2 separate regions of the Gossypium hirsutum genome follow, and region 1 is linked to region 2. A link is a contact called in public Hi-C data. All regions are on one chromosome and are shown on one strand. Each heading gives the region's core, a stretch centred on a gene start, on an enhancer-like site or on the middle of the called end of the contact. The rest is flanking DNA. Distances are from core to core; before and after follow the strand shown. Region 1 holds the start of LOC107900875 (mitogen-activated protein kinase homolog MMK2-like). Region 2 holds the start of LOC107900891 (FT-interacting protein 3).

Evidence for each region. A called contact is a pair of places that touch in the nucleus more often than the background predicts.
Region 1: a contact with region 2 is called in a Hi-C map of leaf, with 5 times the contacts expected there. The contact joins the promoter of LOC107900875 here to the promoter of LOC107900891 in region 2. A contact is called at or near these places in 2 of 34 Hi-C or Micro-C datasets (callus and leaf).

The regions. Positions count from the first base shown.
Region 1 is chrD08:51,156,311-51,159,010 of Gossypium_hirsutum_v2.1, reverse strand. LOC107900875 (mitogen-activated protein kinase homolog MMK2-like) reads left to right here and starts at 1,450. Exons shown (of 6, transcript NM_001326893.1): 1 at 1,450-1,632; 2 at 2,109-2,238; 3 at 2,653-2,700. The coding sequence starts at 1,478.
Region 2 is chrD08:50,899,674-50,902,416 of Gossypium_hirsutum_v2.1, reverse strand. LOC107900891 (FT-interacting protein 3) reads right to left here and starts at 1,467. Exons shown (of 2, transcript XM_016826653.2): 1 at 1,247-1,467; 2 at 1-541. The coding sequence starts at 467.

The DNA.
Region 1 (2,700 bases), core at 201-2,700, 260 kb before region 2:
GTTAGGATTCATCATGGTCTCGTCATCTATTTAGACCCGAACATTTGCTCGAAAAGTGAGTGTTTAAATAAAAATATAAGTCTAAAAAATGGGTTTGGACAAAAAAAGAGGTTGGTTTTTTAAATGGGCCAAGTCTCAGATAAGATTTTATGGCCTGGCCTCGACCTGATCAGTTTAAATTTTTTTTTTCTGCTGTTGTTTTGTTACAATTTTGCTATTATATTGTTACTATGTTATTATTATTGTTTGAATATTGTATTATTCTTATTGTTAATTTTGCTACTATTTATATTAGTGTTGTTAAGTATAGAGACTTTTTTTTAAAAATATATTTTTAATTTGTAGAAACATTTATTTTAATGTTTTAGTATATTTAATATATTATATTTTTTAAATTTATTTTTATATAAAAAATTAATACGACTAACTAAATCAAGTTTGAGTTTAGTATTTTTTATTTGAATCGGATTTAGATAAAATTTTAAATCCATTTTTGAGAAAGAAATTAACTTAAAATTTGACATAAGTTGTGCTGGTGTATTACTAAATATGTAAAAAGGGAAGTTTGACTATTGACTTGCAAGACTTGAACAAATATTTGTTTGACTCTGATTCTGATGCAAATTGGATCTTAAAAATACATCTAAATTAGAATTCAGGGTAATCTCCAAGTGTTTGTAAGATCAGAATTCAGGAAAAGGAAAGACGGTACATTGGCATGTCTGGGAATCAATTAGCTTCACATGCCTGCAATTGTTAGTGGCGCCGCCATCACGTGTCCATCTACCGGATTAAACGGTGGGACTGGACCCAGTGCAATAATTGTCTTCAAATTAGACTTTGAATTATATCAATTTTTTTTGTTATTAATTTATAGAAAAGAAGATTATTTTTGAATTAAAAAGCCACCATTTAAGTTTTAAGAACAATTTTTTAAATAAAATAAAAATGATAAATTAAGAAATAAGTATAAGATTAAAATGTGAGAAATGAAAGAAGTGGAGAATGGGCCTGCAGCTGCAAATGGAAAATATTTTCTTCATCTAGTTTCTAACATAAATCTCAGCTTCTTGATTGGTTAAGCTTAACCAACAGTACGGACAGGAGAATAACAATAACTTTGACCACATGAAACAGGAAAGTCATCTCTTTTTCCAGAAACGACTTCCAACAGGCAATTTCTTTGAACTGTAAACCCTTTTTTCCTGGAAAAAGCCATCAGGATAGAAAAATAAAGCCAAGTTGTATAAAAGAAAAGAACAAAACAAGTGGGAATCTTCACGGAACTTTCAAGCTTTTCTACTTCAAAAGGTTCACACTCATCTTCCAATATACTTACCTACGCGCTCTCCCAAATTGTAACCCTCATTTCTTCACTTTTTCCTGTCTCTGAATTTCAGCTGTTATTAACATTACACCATAAAAATCTTTCTTTCAATTCGGGTTCTGAGTTGGGTTCGGGTTATATCCAGGAAACATGTCAATGGGGCCAGGGGATCAAAGCATCAAAGGTATACCAACTCATGGTGGACGCTATGTTCAGTACAACGTTTATGGTAACCTCTTCGAAGTTCCCTCAAAATATGTTGCTCCTCTTCGCCCCATCGGCCGTGGTGCTTATGGTATTGTCTGGTAAGGTTTTTTCCGCTTTTTGCTCCCTTTATTTTTTTTTCGAATTTTTTTTCCCTTAAAACTCCCTGTTTTGATTGATTTCCAGTTTTGGTTTGTCCCAGTCTCGATGCTCTACATGACAGTTTTTTAGTTTCTTTTTTATGGGATTTTAGTAAATATTAAGGCTTGTATTTGTAGATTGATAATTTTTTTTCCTTTTTCATGGTGAATTTTGATGATTGACAGGATTGAGAGTGACACTTTTAGTGTGGCTCTCATTTAGCATATCTTTAGCTGAATTTTGCAGTGTGATTGCTTTTAAAGGAAATTAAGGTTGCCAATTTTAGGGTCTAATTGAAGTGAATGGCTCCAGGCCGAACTTCCTGGTTGAGGATATTTAACGAAAGTGACCATTCTGTTTATTAGGCTCACCGGTGTATTATTATATTATTCATAATGTGAAGCTGAGATGTGATTTGCTCCCCCATTTCTGTTAGTGCTGCTGTGAATTCAGAGACACAGGAGGAGGTTGCTATCAAGAAAATCGGTAATGCATTTGACAACCGGATCGATGCCAAAAGGACATTGCGAGAGATCAAGCTTCTTCGTCACATGGATCACGAAAATGTAAGTTCCTGCTAGCTCGATACTCTGCATTTTCACCTCTTTGATGGATGTTTCGATAATGTTGTTTAGATCAATAGACCCCCTAGTTATTAGGCTCCTTGCATGCTTCAGGGGTCCGGTTGCTGTTGCCATCTAAACGATTAGCAGAAATGAAACAGGTCCTTTCTTCCCATCAAGTAAGCCTTTGACCATCCTTAAAAAAGGAGACAAAAACAATACCCACATTTGTTGTCCTAATTTTGTCTAATTATAGGAATTTGGCTAACCTTTAAGTTTATTTGAGTTTTACCCTAATAACTTTTAACCATTAAGCTAGGGCCAATCTTATGATGTTGTGCGTAAACCTTCAATCTAACTAGGAATGCCTACTTCAAATTACTAAGTAGTTAATGCTGATTGTTTGTTTTTCTTCAGGTGGTTGCCATCAAGGACATCATACGGCCTCCACAGTGGGAGAACTTT
Region 2 (2,743 bases), core at 218-2,717:
TCTTTGGGAATTGACTTCGGGACTACATCCGGATCCATGGCTGGAAGTGGATTCGAGGGTTTTATCGTAGGATCATCAGTAACAAACACTTTCAAACCAAGCTCTCCTTTCGCACGGGAGAGAATGCTTCGTTTCTCAAGAGGGTAGTGCAAAACAACCGCATCCGAGTAATTCACGAACGATGGTGCAGTGAGTCGAACCTTCCCAAGACAAGTCTTCGCGTTGTTTGCTTTGTTATGGTTGTAAACAAAAGCTTCAAGTGGGAGGCTGGACAACTTGTTTGGATCCGATACGTTGAAATAGAAACTCTCGTTCCATACCGGACTGAGATCTTTCTCTTTAGTAGTGGTCCGGCATCTCTGGCCATCAAACTCGAGCTCCACAAAGGGACAGAATGATCCCCGTCCATCTTTGGCTAACAGGTCATGCGCCCCCACCACCTCCACCCCCAACTTGAGACTACTCATAGTTTGTATCAATCAAAGCGGAACCGGAAATCACTTTATTGACTATCGGTAATTGGAGTCGATCAAAATAATACCTGAAATAAAAAGATGAATTTCAGTCCCTCCATGAACAAAAAAGCAAGCAATATCGAAAGGATTTGAGCACTGAAAATGCAAAAAGGCGCAAAACACAACAAATGAAAACAACAAGAACCCAGTATAATGAGAACTAGCATGAAACTGCAATGAATTTTGTTATATATAAATAACTATTTTTTTCAATTTAAATTATCCAAATTCTTGCCAACCAAGCAGTATATAATCTGTAATTTTATCATGTAAAATTATGAAAAACGAAAGTTGAGATTCCAGCCAGAGATTAAAAAGGGGAAATAATTCCATGAATTTTTTTCTCATACTAAAGCAAGATTCTGAGAGAAAGATACCATACTTTTGGTTCACATCAGAATATATATATACACACACAGAATCTTTTTGATCCTTTTACAAGATAAAAGCTCAGTCTATGTTTCCTTCTGGGAAACAATTACTGGGTTTTTTTTTTTTGGTTATTTAAGAAACTTATAGCAAAAACTTTCCTCTATGAAAAGCGTCAATTTTTTTTTAAGTTTGAAGAAAGAAAAGGAAGAATCAACTTACTTTTTTCAGGTTTCAAAGAACACCCAACAATCAGATATCAAGAGTAGAAAAAACCCTGAATACACAATAAAAATAAAATAAAATAATCGAACAAGAAGAAAAGGATTTAAGGGAATTTAAAGAGATTAACAACAACTGACCTCTGTTTTAAAAGCTGAAAGCTCTGTTAGGAAAGTGAAAGGAAGCTTGAAAGGACTGTATATGATAGCATCTATGAAACTTAGGAGAGAAGGAGATTAATTTAAAAAATTAGAAATAAAATACAGTTGACCGAGAGAATATTAGAGAGCCGTCTAAAACGAGTAAAATGAAATTTTTTTTTTTTGGAAGATGATGAAGAAAAATTAAAGAAAATCAAAACGAAATAAGAAGGGATTCACTGCTTAAATTTAATTATCAGTTTCCAACTTTCCCTTTTGGTTAAATTTCACGAAAGTCCCTGTAACATTTCGGGAAATTTAGTTTATGTGCTAAAATTTGCTCATTTTTAACCTCTTTGCTTTTTCAAAATGTGTATTTGTTAATTTTATTAAATAATTTCACTTGGATTATTTTTTAAAATATATGTGCTGCAGCATATATACTTTTGCATTTTTTATTTTAGTTTTGGATAAATATTATACAGTTTTCTCTTTTCTTTAAACGTGTAAAAAAATTGTTACCATATAAAAAATATCAAAATTTATATGCCAAATCATCATATTTTTTTAAAATTAAACCATTCCAAAGTATCTGACAAAATTAACAAAAAATAACCACCTATTTCGAAAATATAGGATCAGAAAGGATCAATTTACAATAGAAGGACTAAAAATGAAAAATGGTATAAAACAGGGACTTTCAAGAAATATCGACCTTTTCTTGCACTTCTAATCTTATACGACAAAGATACGGGTGTTGACGTTTTTTTTTTACAATTTCAACACTCTTGAATGTGCTCGTTAATGGCACGCGCTGTACTTTATTGACACGTGTGGTAATTATTTTCAAATTGCGTGTGGATGTCGTCTTTAGTTGACTGTTCTTTAATTTAATTTTGCGTGTTTTTCAAATTATTTTGACAACTTAACTGAAAATTAGATGATTGGTGGAAAAAAGAAACAGTAATTAAAATACGAAATGAAAAGTGAAACTCTTGGTCTCATTACGGTTAGAAATTAAGATGTTTTATTAAATTTTAGAGGTATAGTTAGGTATCAATTAAAAATAATTTATGAATAGGCCAGATAAATGGTTTTAGAATTTCTAATGTATTGCTTTTTATTAATAAAAATTATAAAAAAATTTTGAATTTTATTGTGGGCTTTCCTCCTCCATTCATTTTCCAGATTTTATTTCTGTGATCAACAGGAAATTAAAAAGCAAAATAGAATAAAAAGACCAAGAAAATAAAGCAAAACTTTTTGGTCCAAGGACTCATCCTAGACTAGTATTCATGCTTTCCTTATTCCAAAAAAAAAAAAAAAACTATTTACAGTAAAAGATGAAAACAAATTTGAAATTCGTAACTTAGTATTCTATCAAAAGAAATTCCTAAATTAGTCAAACTTGATTTTATATGTACAAAACAACTTAAATGAGTAAAATTGTTCTCATGTAAAATTAATTAGGGACTTTTTTTTTTTGCATATTTAAAT